Regions from separate parts of the Anas platyrhynchos genome. Here all the other regions are linked to region 4. Evidence: chromatin contacts called from public Hi-C data. All regions are on one chromosome and are shown on one strand. The core of a region is the stretch at or near the end of the contact, and the rest is flanking DNA. Distances in the headings are between cores, read along the strand shown.

Region 1 (3,125 bases), core at 461-2,960, 270 kb after region 4:
CGCTTTTTGGGGAGAAACCCTTCCAAATTCAATTGACAGAAACACAGATACGTGGTCACCGTCACTTTTTAACTTCCTCTTCGGATTATTTTTTTTTCTCCCTGCTAGAAGCTCCTACTTGCTCTCAGTTTCAAAGCTTTTTTATTATTATTTCCACCAGCCAGCCAGACTTTCTGCGGTGATGTCCAGAAAGAAAAATCTTTTAACGTGTCTTGGTGCTTTTCGGGGGACCACAGCAGCTCACAGGACTAATGTCCCCATCCCATCTCCCCACAGAAGGGACCCTCAGCACTATCCATGCCACGTGTCACCACTACAGCACTATCCCTGAGCAGTTTCAGCTGCTACAGCAGAGGAAAGCAGAACTCGGAATAGTAACTTTAGAAGAACATCTTAACTTGGAGAAAGAGAAACATATCCTGCAAATTACACCCATGTTTAGGTACACTAAGTGGGTAACAAATGATTTAAGTGCTCCAGGAGGGTTAAAATTCAGCTGCTGAATGCTATGCCTTTATCCAGTAAATCCCTACCTAAATCCACAGACCAGCTTCTGATTAGCAAACCCCGATGCAAACCTGAGCTCCTTCTACCTGAATCCCTGCCACCAACACCAAATTTACAAAGGTGTGCCTCTGATCCAGACCCAACCCAAGGAGCGATGTCTTTGGGAAGGCTGGACAGTGGCTTGGTAAGCAGCACATGTCCCTTAGGTCAGCCTGCACGGGCTGTTACCAAGTAGAAAAGGGATTTTGGGCCCCGGTGAAGAGGCTGCATCCATTAATTGGCTGGCTACAAGGAGCTTGCATGTGCTCGACTGTTTTTGTTGGGGTTTCCCACCTACCTCTGTTGAAAGTTGCCGGAGAAAAGCTGGCTGGCTATTTGGCAGAAGATTCTCCCTGATGGGATTTTAACCAACAGTCCAGGTGCCCAGTAGACATTACTGATGCACAGTTCCAGCTCTGCTTTTTTATTTTTTATATATAATTTTATTTTTTACTTATTTATTTAAAGTTTTATCCATCTTCACTTACAGCACGCAGTGCACTTATTTTCAGCTCAGGTTTAAAAACTCACCAGGAGAAAAACCGTAATACCTTATCCTATCAGACTAATAACACAGAGCTTACATGCCCTTTAAATCAGAATTGCTTCCCCCCAGCCAACGGTGGATAAAATTGTTCTAGACTGCAGCAGATGGAACTGGAAACCTTTCCTTCCTGTTTATATCTGGGGCACATATGATCAGCCTATGCGGATAAGGCTTCAGCAAAACATTTCCAAAAGAAGTGTATCAGGAACGCGAGCATTTGCAGATAATAAATCACAGAAAAATGCACCATTAGAGCTCTGGAAACAGCCCTTTTTCACCCTGCAAAGGGGATCAAAAGCTCCAAAGTACTAAGCCAGGCTGAGCAACTTCAGTCTCTACGTCCCTCAAGCATGAGAGGAGCACACAAATCTTTTGTATGTCAACAGCCAGGGCAACAGCGGAGGGAGAAGGGTTTCCTGAAGCAGCTGCTGACAAGGTGCGCTCAGGAAGGAGCACAGAGGCCCTATGTGATCGCCTTAGAGTAAGGAAGGTTTCCTGGTAGATCTCCAGGACTAGGCACTGCGAGAAAAGACTCCCCACTCAGGCCACGGACTGGGAACCTGACCAACACATGCATTTTCTAGTGCTCGTTATCAGTTTCGGAGAGCAGGTTTATCTTCAAAGGACCTAATGCAGCAGGGAAAGAGCATCCCCTGCCCTTTGCAGCCGGGGAACACAGGCACAGATATATTGAGTTTTCCAAGGTTACAGAGCCGGAGACGAGGAAAAGAACCCAGATTTCTCTTGGTCTGCTGATCAGAGCCTTAAAAACACCAAACAATCCTCCCTCCAGCTTCAAGGCCACAGTTTGATGCTTAGTACTTTCGGAGGGCATAATCTGGGCACAAGTGAGGACGTGCAAGACAGGGGAAAAAAAAAAAAAACTTGTTTGATCTTCACGGGAAACCCTAGCCCTGAAGTAACCTTGAGGTAACGAATAATGAAAAACATGATTTCTACTTGCAAGTTTAACACATGAGGTTTGGCGGTCATCAAAGTGGTTTTGACTCTAAAGTGAGAACTGGTGTTTTTACACTATACTTTCAGCACAGTGGTTTTAAAATCTCTCTGTAAAGATGGATACAAGCAGTTTGTTTATTAGGTTAGGAATTAAAGAGTGAAAAAAATAATAATTTTAAACTCTCCTTGGCTTAATTACTCTTAACATTTATTCACTTAATCAGAAGAAAGAAAAAATCAGCTTGACTTTTTTGACAGCAAAGACAAACCAACCGGAAAATTCACCTCCTACAAGAAATGTTGAAAGGCAAAACTCTGGATAGCAACATGTTAATAAAATGCTTTCAAATACAGACACAACTCGATTGTAATGAAATCTTATATTCTCTTTGACCTGCCACCTCTGCATTCAGCTTCTCCCCTCCAGAAGACAGGGAAGAGTCTTAGATTCAAGTATCGTTTTTCACCTCCTTACCCAGAGGAAGGGGCACTGCACAGGATACAGATATGCAAAATCAGGTGCCTGTGAATTTACTTTGCAAACTACCTGCTTACACAAAAATAAAAAAATTAAAAAAAAAAAAGGAAGAAGCTACAGTAAGGTCAGAAAATATGACTATTTCTTCAACATTATTTTGTTTCCTTCCTTAATTAATGTTGCTAAGACAGATGAATACTCTTAAATTCATTTCAAAAATAGGGAATACTGGGGGCCACTGATAGTTGTTTTTTTCCAAGTTTGCAACAAGTCAGCAGCAACGCTGGGAATGGACCACTGCTGCCAGGCTCTCATTTTGTGTCTCTGCCTCTGCTCCGGGGCCCCAGATCTTCCCCAGCTCCTGGGAAATAGTGACTTTTATATCTAGAGATCAAAGGGGCAGCATTTATTCTCTGAGGACATGAAGTCCTAATACCAGCTAAGACTAAATGCTCTTAAATTGTTCACTGTAGGGAACTTGGAAAAGAGACTTTGTTTTGCACCATTTATAGTGTTCTGCAATCAAAAAATTTCAGAGACTGCAGGAAGATACATACTTACATTTAGGTTTGAGATGACTGTTCCAGGCCTCAC
Region 2 (3,109 bases), core at 328-2,827, 420 kb after region 4:
CTTTGCCCTTCGAGTCCTGAAATGTGAGACACGCCTGAGGAGTGTTCTTTGTTATCGTGTCTCACAAATATATCCAGTGATGGTGAGTCCATATGTCTCTGATAAAGAAAAAAACCTTACTGTGCATTCCAGCCTTTTCTTTTGTAAACATACTAGACTAGACGAATTTGGCTCTCAAAGGAGAAAGTATTAATTGTGCTGGCTAATAAAACTTTCTGTTGCTCTCCTTCCAATCTGGTCTTCTAAGCATCAACAGACATTAAAACTGGCTTTTGGGAAGTGGGAATGTATCAGAAAGTAGCACGAAACCAAAACTTGCTTGCAAGTTTTCAGGAATTGAGATTTGAATCTCATTCCCGAGTAACAAAAAAGTTAAATGCACCTACTCACTGCACAGCTTTCAAGCTGAACGTACAAATAGCTCAGTTCCTCCTACTGTTCATTCTCTGACAGATGCCTCAGCAGTAATACATCTGTGCTCTGCCCAAATCCAGTACTCGCAGGCTTCCATTATTACTTGCATATGTTTGTTTCCACTGACAGTTTAAACAGACAAGTAACAATCCTCTTTAAATATGTGTCCAAAGAACCCTTAGGGGCTATTTTCTCCTCTACATATTGCAACTCCCACTGAGCAGCTATGCAGACAAGCAGTTGCACACACAAGAAGCCCAGAACAACGTAACTACTTGTAGGTACTTTTATATTCGTGTGGGATACCAAGCTTCAGGCTTCTTTTGATGACTGTTTCAAGAAGCAAGCAACGCCACTGTTAATTTCAGCCAAGTGTAATCTTCCCCTATGATTATTATTGTACAAAACGAGGTGAGAGACTGGTCCAGGTTTTGAACTTGTCTTTCTTGGACACAACGGACTCAAATCTAAGGCTGGACCTCACTGGGAGATACCCAGCTGTGGGAAAGCCAATTGGAAAAAAAAGTTACTTGTTGCTTACCAGCCTGTGAAGTTACATTAACGGGGTTAAGAGAGCAATTATAAATAATAATAATAAATAAGTAAGCAAATTTAATTTAAAAAAAATCTGCTATTAAAACTAAGACTTTGTTGAGAAGTGGACATGTTAGATGTATTTGGCCTCAATTTTGAGCTATGGTAGGGTCTACCTATAGTAGGGTCTTTTTATATCACTCTGAAAGTAGAATAAGATTGTAATGGGAAAAAAAAAAAAAAAAAAAAAAAAAAAACTTTAACAGTTTTTAATATGGCCAGGAACCATTTGAGCTTCCGTTGTCCATGGAACATGGTCTTGACTTTTCCAGGTCCCATCTGCTTGTACAATACACTGAGGAAGGAAGAAAGAAAGGCATCACTTCCTCTTTCTCTCTGTGCCTCGATTGTTCCTGATTTAAAAAATGGAAATCATAATGTTGATTCAGCTACTGGAGTTAAGCAAAACTGACTATTTTCATTAAACGCAACAAGATATTTAAGTAAGTTTTTTCAGAAAGGCGAAGTGCTATTTATTCGTATCAGCAGCTATCTCTGGCTAAACTGTCCTGGAATCTTTTGTGAGCGTTCCCTTCTCCGGCTGAACTCAGCTGATAACTGCGCTCTGTTTTGAAGTACTTGTGTCACTCCTTTATCTAAAAAGCCTAGCAGAGACTTAGAACGGGCACTTCTCTTTTGTGGGTAATGAGAACAAAGCAAAACAAAACAATACAAAAAAAAAAAAATCACGGCAAGGTCTCAGGATTAAGGCTTTGCAGAAGATCAACCAAAAAAAAAAAAAAAAAAAAAAGGAAAAAAACCATCTATTGGATGTTAAATTCTTTGCAGGCTTTGCCTGGATATGACGAGAATAATCACCAACATCTCCTGAAAGCAAGCCTTTTCATCAAACCTCCAAAGCTCAGATTTCAAGGAATTTCAAGGAGAGATCTGGTAGGAATCTTATTAATACACCTATGCACGCTGCCACAAGGGAAACAGTATCTAACACAGCAAAAATGAGGTCAAATTCAGCAGCACTGTCCTAGAGAAAACTGTCTCCTGGTCACAAATCACTTGTGGAGTACCATGTATCATCTTTACTGCTTCAGATGTACGCCAGCTGCAGCCACTAGGCTAGAAATACAAAGCTAAATTCAGCTCTCAGTTCAATGTTGATTCTTTTAAATTTCATGGAATTACGACACTTTTATACAAACGTAACTTAGGGCAAAACACGACCTACAAACTTTTTAGCAGATACACAGACATTCAGAAACTTGACGTGGAACTTCTTATCCCAGGAGCACAGTCCTCTGATGATTATTGTATGATGATTATTCCAGCTCACTGCTCACGAGGGAAAAGGGAAGGGCTGTGGCCTCATCCCACCTCACTCTGGCCCTATTCGAACCAAGTCCTGCTGCTACAATTTTCTCCCTCTCCTGCCAGTGGGACCAAGTTAGCCCCTCTTTTTGCATGAAGTTCAGACTTTTTGTCCTCATTTTCTTTGAACAGCTCTGCCCCCTGCCTGCGTCTCAGCTTTTATTTCTTCTAGCTGCTCACATTCTTCCCAAACCTCCCTCCTAAATGCTCCATTTGTATCCTTCTCCCACATCGAAGCCAATGTTCCATAGTAACATTACTCAACCAGATTTTAATAACTCTTTAAAACAGCCTACAGACAACTAAGCCATGCTCGTGAACAACCAGCCTTAACCAGGAAACTCCAGAAAAGTTGTTCCTATCTCATCTCCTTTTTCCTAAAGCAAACCCAGTAGAGTAAAGAAAGAGATGGCAATGCACTTTCAGGGTGATAAGGCAAAAAAAAAAAAAAATGGGAGAGAAAGACTCTTACAGCAATAAAATTAGCTAATACAGCTATGGCTAACGCTCTCCCAACTGCTCTCAGGAACTGATAAACCTCATTTGCCCTATCTTGAAGATGAGCAACTGAGACACTGAGAAACGTAGTGACTTGTTGAAAATTACACAAGAAACTAGAAACAAACTAAGGCTCCTGCTTCCATAATCAGTGAGTTATCCTTTCTGGTACTTATGTACTTGCATACGTCATTCTAGCTACTATACTTCAATCTCACTACAACTTCTGAGACCACACCATGGCTTTAAGCTGACTAAAATATATAAGAACTTTGTA
Region 3 (3,047 bases), core at 153-2,652, 310 kb after region 4:
ATTCTAGAGTATTTAATGTAACTCAATAATTTAAAGTGGATATATAATATATAACACAATGTATTTTAAGAAGTAACAACATTGATCATTCATAGACCTCACCATCTTGCATTTCTTAGACACTAAGCACAAATAAAGCAAGGACTTTATTTAATAAAGGGTTCTCAAGGCCTTTAACTGGGGTCATGGTAAAGCTGTAGACAGGAACGACTGCTAAGAAAAGCTAGTGACAGAGCACTGCTTCCAAGTCCAGGTACTAATTACAATTGCTCCCTTCTATTTGCCACCTGCCATAATTATAATAGAAGGGTGGAGTTTCAAATAGAGTTGATAGGAAATTTTGATGGAATGCCCCCCAGACCATTACAAAAATACCAGAATTTTTATAGTACAATATTTTTTGAAAACATGAAGGCTTTTCTCAGCATCCATGCCACAGTTAATCCACAGTTCAGAAAATTCCTTCACAGATGGGAAAAAAATATCAGCTATACCGTGCAAAGATATAAAAAAATAAGTTTCAGTTGACTCCAAATATAGGGCTTTTTAATTGTATGGATTAGCAAAGAATACTTTGTTTAAAATCTATTTCGTATATGGGTTTACAAAAAATTATTCTCCCACCAAGTGAAAATTCTGGCTTTTGTTCCATTCAAGGTTTTAGAGAACGAAAGGGAAATTAATATGTACACTCTAATCTATTCATGCAGTTACATTTTAACTCTGCAATATAATCTCTTCCTCTTCACAATATCATAATATTTTTCCTAACTTATCTCCAAGCTCTTGAACTTCACTTATGCATAAAACAGGACATACTGTTTTCCACATGTGTACTGTGTACACAGTAACAAGGAAATCAAATGAAAACTGCAGAAGTCTCCAAAATGGAGAGAAGGACCGGGGCTTACTTACAGTATTTTTCCCCCACTGGCAGATTGTCTTTCATAACAGAGTCCCTTGATTCACCAAAAAAAAAAAAAAAAAAAAAAAAGAAATTGATTGTTCCAGTACCCATTTTAACCATGAAGTACAGAAAAAAAAAGGTTGGGTAATACTTCTCAATGCAATAAAACAATAAATACCATTCTGCCATCAGAAGAACAAGCCAGTTAAACATGTTACTTTATTTTTAATTCACAGGAAAAAAAAAATTAGACCTGTTTAAGGAGCAACCAGTCCCTCCCAGCAATCCCAACACCCCCAAAAAAAGAAAAGACCTTAAAGAACGCGCAGATGAACAGAGGGAAAAAAAAAAAAAAAAAAAAAAAAAAAAAAGGATCCCATGCATTAGGCAAAAGTCTGTAATATTATCTAGAACGACAGCACAGCCATTGTTAGTGCTGCCAAAGCACTGCATGTTTGCTATATCACCCGAGGTCCTAGGAGAATAATAAACTAAGCAGATTAGACATAGACTGATGTCTCCGTGCTGCTTCCCACCTCCACCAAACACAGGCGAGGGGCTGCACTTTAGGAGGCGGGCGGGCAGGTAGACCCAGAAAATGGGTACTGCGTGCTGGCGGGGGTGGCGGGGTGGGGAGGCACTGCCAACAACCAGGGCCTGTTTATTATTTAACAGTTGGTATTGCTAGAGGCCTGGCACTGCAATAGAGCAATCTCTGTTTCAGTGCAAGGAAGCCTGATTACGAGCGCTCGGGAGCCAAATCATGTTTACCGTAGTCTGCGAGAACCTTGGTGCCCCCAGCAGACGTGGAAACTCTGACAATAGCTGCCGTCCAGGAGGAAGGAAGTCTTCCCGAGGCAGAAGCTAAAAAGAAATTGTGATCTATGTGCAGGGCAGGAAGGTTTCAGATGGGATGATCCTCAAAGCTAGAGTGCATCATCTGCACTGTCACTGACCAGTCCATCCCCTCCCTCCTCTCCATTTTATGAGCTGATACATAAGCATCAATTCACCCTCTCAAGCAGCTGGCATTACCCAGTGCTAAAATTGCTTTCAACTTTGAAATGGGGGGTGCCAACACTCTCGTGTATATAGTCTGCTTCCTCCCCAGCAAGGACAGTATGCCATGAAGAAAGCACTGTCCCAGTGTAACTCCTCTGATCAACAGAAAGATATCACTGAGAGAAGTTAGCTTGAAAACTTTCCTCAGCTTCTGCTGGAAATTGTCCCTGTACACAAGAAAAATCTGGAGCATCTCCCTGCACACACACAAACTCCAGCTAATTCATTTTTATTTATTTATTTATATATTTTTAAGTTATTTACGGAAATGCTCACAAAGATTCAGCCACACTCTAAAAAAAATAGTTGTAAAGCATGGAAACTACTGAGTAAATGCAATCATCAAACTGAGTGAACACTACCAAGTGAGATCTCAACAGTCCATTCTGTAAAAAATCATAGTAAAGGAAGATCAGACCATCCTGGCGATATGAAGCCTTCAGCTGTAGCTTGTTGATCTAAATGCCAACTCACTGCGGTAACCACAAGAAGCTAATCACATCTGATAGCTGCTCCTCGGTCTACATAAAACAAGCTCAATGAATCTCCTTCTGCTTCCCCATGAACGGGACTCGTTATCTCTGGTATTTCTCTGATTCTGGTGAGGTCCTGAGGGTGGGCTGCTGGAAGGCATGTAGGATACTGGGATCTCCAACACCAGCCTGCTGTAATGCCCTGGGAGCTGGTGGAAAGTGACTTTCGCTACATCCCCTTCTTAAAAAGAGGATAATACATATAAGAAGTAACAACTAATTTGTTAATATTGATGAAGAGCTTACCAGCAGGGACATGGTACATGTGATAAGAAACAGTTTTATTATATTTTGCATCACTACAATGGACCTTGACTGGCTTCATTAGTAGAGGGATGGCAAAACAGAGAAGTCTGTGGAAAGTCAAGGTTAATTGCAGGATGAAGTCACCCCTGAGAGAGCACAGTAAGGTGGGATCCCTAGATCCACCAGTTATCTTCTCACCATGAGGAGGGGAAGGCCCTGAACCTCACGTGGGATCCTGTGCCCAGGGCAAACCAGCGCCTGCCATCACTTCTGTGCGGCACCGCAAAGCGTTCCTCGGA
Region 4 (3,342 bases), core at 743-3,242:
AAACTTATTTTCTGAAAAACCAACTTCCATGTGAAAGGAGCATCTATTCTGGGTTTTAAGTTTTTCATTCATATTGGTACTGTGAATTTAGTAGGAGTGAAGGTGATTTGGGGACATTAAAACCTTTGGGGTGTAAAAGACTGTCCACAGAACAGGTAGAGCATGAAAAGCTGTAGGCTCCACCTCCCCATGGTGCCCTTTGCCAATATTCCTCACCCCTGAACTTGGCCACCTCAGAAAGCAAAAGCAGGAGGTCATTCTCTGAGTTCCCTACAATCCCTGCTGGCCTCTGTCCTAAGGTTGCTTTCATGGGTTTCTATTTGTACTGTCAAAAAACATCAGTGTGAGGTTTCAAATCCCATTTACTAATGAACTCTTTCATCTTTGTGAATGGGATAAAGAGATTCTTTGTTTGAAAATAAGGATTATTTTTTTCTTGTTGTTCTGCTCATTTTTGCATCTTTTCACAAGCTTTTTGTTTTCAGAAAACATTACAAGACAAAACTGTACCCCGGTTTTAACAAAGAGTTTGACATCTCCAATTTGAAGAGAATTCTTACATACACTAAATAGCATGCTGCCTGCTGCTCAATTGTTTCACGTCTCTTTCTTCTCCCCAAATCACCAGGTGAGATTTAGGAAAGTCTCCCCAATGTTTTTATCAGCTCTATTAAAACCAAGATCTCTAGAAGAAGCTCATAATGAATACAGTCAGAAGCCAGCAGGAATGAATTGCAGCTAAAGTGATTTTGATAGTGATGAGCCCTATAACCCAGCTGCTTCCAAGTTTGGCCCTGAGGCAGGATTTTTAAATTAAGAAAAGAAAAGAATATACATACTTTTTAATATGATTTTTTTTTATTGTCATGCCCTGATTTTTTTTATAGGCCTTTGCAAAGTCTGGTTGGCTTCTGAGCTCTTGAAACCTGGCATCATCATCTTTCTTCCTCCTTTTTTCCCCTTTGTAAGTTTACAACATCCTAAAACCACCACAAAAGAGGTAAGCTATATTTTATACAACTAGTGAATGATGAGATTGACATCACCCTCTGTGTTCCTATCCAAGAGACTTTCAGGCAGGGACCAGTATGAAATGATGTCGTTTTGAAGACTTGACAGGGTAAGTGCTGACTTTTTAAAGCATAGTTTTAATCATTTCTCATTCTCTCTCCTTTTTTTTTTCTTTTTTTTTTTTTTTTTGGGGGGGGGGGTTGAAAATTTTGCATGTCCTTATGTCCTTTAAAAGTTAATGTCCTTTAAAAATTAACCCATGCTGAGTAATCTGAAAGTGAATGCACTGAAAATAAGGGTCTTAGGCTGCTACAAGCACACAAGTTTACAAATATCTTCCAGAGCCCTCACATGCTGTATATGAACCTCTCCACAGAAGCACTTTTCCCTGTCTTGGTGGAAATCCTTTACAAGCCAGAATGTTAGAGCCAGACACTTGTTTTCTCCCACTGGAAAACAGTACAGGCTGAAACTCCCTGCCAGTAGATATGCTTGGGTAATGAGAAGCATATGACTACCTGAAGAGGAGTAACTACAGTTCTAGTTTGAAGCAGACACGCTCAGAGGGTTTTCCCTTTTTACTTCATAAGAAGTAGGAACAGCCAACATGCTCTCATCTTCCCCCGGCTGGCTGCATTATTGTGACCCTAATGCAAAACACTGTTTTAGGGGTAATTTCCAAAAAAGGGAAAAGGTAAACCCCGAGGAAGTCATGCTTGTGCCATTATGGAAAGATCATCCAACTGGCTGGAAAGCCTGTTCTGCAGTAAGGAACATCTTTTCAAGAACCCTGGTGCAACCCAGCAGTGCGTTGGTGTACTCACAATCAGATGACCCTGTGTGTGCGTGCAGGTTTGTTGGTGAATGTGGTGCGTGGATGAGGGCCGGGCTCAGAGACGGAACAGCTTCAAGGTTCAGGCAGGGAAGGCCCGGCTTGGCGCTGCATGCACCCGTCTGAGTAATCTCATTCTCCTCAGACGCCTTCTGGTTTTCAGCTGTCTTGGGTTTCTTCCTGAAAATAAACAAAGAGACCTTTGAAGGGACTGACTGCATATTTGGGAAAAGGCATTTTTAGAATCTGTTAAAGATAACTTTCTTTCCCCCCCCCCTCACCCTCCCTCTCTCCTCTCTTTTCCCTTACAGGGAGGGAGGCAGAGAAGACTCTCCTCCATGCTTCTTGTTTGGAAACAAGCTGCTCCTTGTTTTGACTCTGATGCAATGGCCCTGAGACTGTATTACAGCAAACAGGCCAAGAACGAAGCTCCTCATTCTGCCCCTACTGATGACATATAAAATGAAACTAGTCCCAGTGGTTTAGACAGTCGAAGCTCCATTTGACAAATATTAACTAAGGCTGCAGCATTCTGAACAGAAAGTTATACAGGAATGCAATAGATTTGTCTGAAAAGCAAAAAATATGCAAGTTTCCAGTTCAACACAAATCAGGGCAAAGACTCATAGAGAAAAGCAGTGAAGTAATTTTGATATGCAGAGGTCATCTAAGTAAAGCACTAGGATTTGGAGCCTGAAACAACAGAGAACATGCACAATGCATGCGAATCCTCAATGCCTCTGCCTACCCAGAACCTTGTGGCATTTTGTATACACAAGGGATTAAAACAAGTAGTGATTACTCATTACACAAATGGGGAAACCAAGGCACAGAGAAGAGACTTGATGGACTTTGACTCATACAGCAGGTCCTCTGTACAGGCAGGCAAGAACCTGGATCTCCTCTTTGCTTCTTTTCTATTTTAGACTTGAAAGCCACACTTCTGATGCTCCCTCGAGGCAGGCAGCTGCCGGGGGGACCTTGAGCCACAGCCTCTACCAGGGGACACCACTGCCCTGGCCTAGGATGGGGACAACAGCACCCAGATAAACATTTGGCACAGGGTGCTGCTGGAGCCATGGTAGTGCAGCCCAGCATCCACCACTTTTTGTTTGGGTCCATGCTGGTGACAGAGCTCCTCTCGATGGAGATGGAGACAGGTCCTACGTGTGAAGGGACAAGCCAGCAGCCATTGCCAGCATGGGAAGGGCTCCTCACAGGGTGTGCGTCCACCTAGGACAGCTTGCAGGCGACACACTGAAAAACGTGATTTTTGAGACCTGGCAGGGCTTCTGGCTCAATTTTGAGACAACCCTGCCTTACAGGGACAACGTGGGGCAGCGGGACGCCCGCCGGGCCGAGTAGAGGCCCGGGCCGCTTACATAAAGGCGTTATATAAGGGCGGCACGCCCGGCCGGGGGCAGGGCCCGGCCCCGCCGCCATTTCCTGGCGGTCGCCGTCGGGGGGCAGCAGCCGCCCAGGCCCGGCCCGGCTGCCGT

Evidence for each region. Hi-C and Micro-C count contacts between places; a contact is called where the count stands out from the background.
Region 1: a contact with region 4 is called in a Hi-C map of small yellow follicle, with 9 times the contacts expected there. The contact joins two enhancer-like sites. A contact is called at or near these places in 2 of 8 Hi-C or Micro-C datasets (F5 follicle and small yellow follicle).
Region 2: a Hi-C map of small yellow follicle shows a contact between it and region 4, with 3 times the contacts expected there. The contact joins two enhancer-like sites. A contact is called at or near these places in 3 of 8 Hi-C or Micro-C datasets (skeletal muscle, small yellow follicle and subcutaneous adipose tissue).
Region 3: a contact with region 4 is called in a Hi-C map of small yellow follicle, with 3 times the contacts expected there. The contact joins two enhancer-like sites. A contact is called at or near these places in 2 of 8 Hi-C or Micro-C datasets (small yellow follicle and subcutaneous adipose tissue).

Annotation. Positions count from the first base shown.
Region 1 is chr1:87,210,611-87,213,735 of IASCAAS_PekinDuck_T2T, reverse strand. The region is part of intron 5 of ZBTB20 (zinc finger and BTB domain containing 20); the gene reads right to left. Among named protein-coding and RNA genes, the nearest start is that of ZBTB20, 210 kb to the right of the region's middle. Within about 2 kb of position 1,710, at least 5 of the 8 cell types and tissues checked have an H3K27ac peak or open chromatin away from gene starts, as enhancers often do. A contact at or near this core is called in F5 follicle and small yellow follicle, where this site is marked.
Region 2 is chr1:87,060,974-87,064,082 of IASCAAS_PekinDuck_T2T, reverse strand. All of the region lies in intron 2 of ZBTB20 (zinc finger and BTB domain containing 20), which reads right to left. Among named protein-coding and RNA genes, the nearest start is that of ZBTB20, 56 kb to the right of the region's middle. Within about 2 kb of position 1,577, at least 4 of the 8 cell types and tissues checked have an H3K27ac peak or open chromatin away from gene starts, as enhancers often do. A contact at or near this core is called in small yellow follicle, where this site is marked.
Region 3 is chr1:87,162,831-87,165,877 of IASCAAS_PekinDuck_T2T, reverse strand. All of the region lies in intron 4 of ZBTB20 (zinc finger and BTB domain containing 20), which reads right to left. Among named protein-coding and RNA genes, the nearest start is that of ZBTB20, 160 kb to the right of the region's middle. Within about 2 kb of position 1,402, at least 3 of the 8 cell types and tissues checked have an H3K27ac peak or open chromatin away from gene starts, as enhancers often do. A contact at or near this core is called in small yellow follicle, where this site is marked.
Region 4 is chr1:87,476,956-87,480,297 of IASCAAS_PekinDuck_T2T, reverse strand. ZBTB20 (zinc finger and BTB domain containing 20) reads right to left here. Exons shown (of 13, transcript XM_038181943.2): 11 at 1,836-2,023. Among named protein-coding and RNA genes, the nearest start is that of DRD3, 67 kb to the left of the region's middle. Within about 2 kb of position 1,992, at least 6 of the 8 cell types and tissues checked have an H3K27ac peak or open chromatin away from gene starts, as enhancers often do. A contact at or near this core is called in F5 follicle and small yellow follicle, where this site is marked.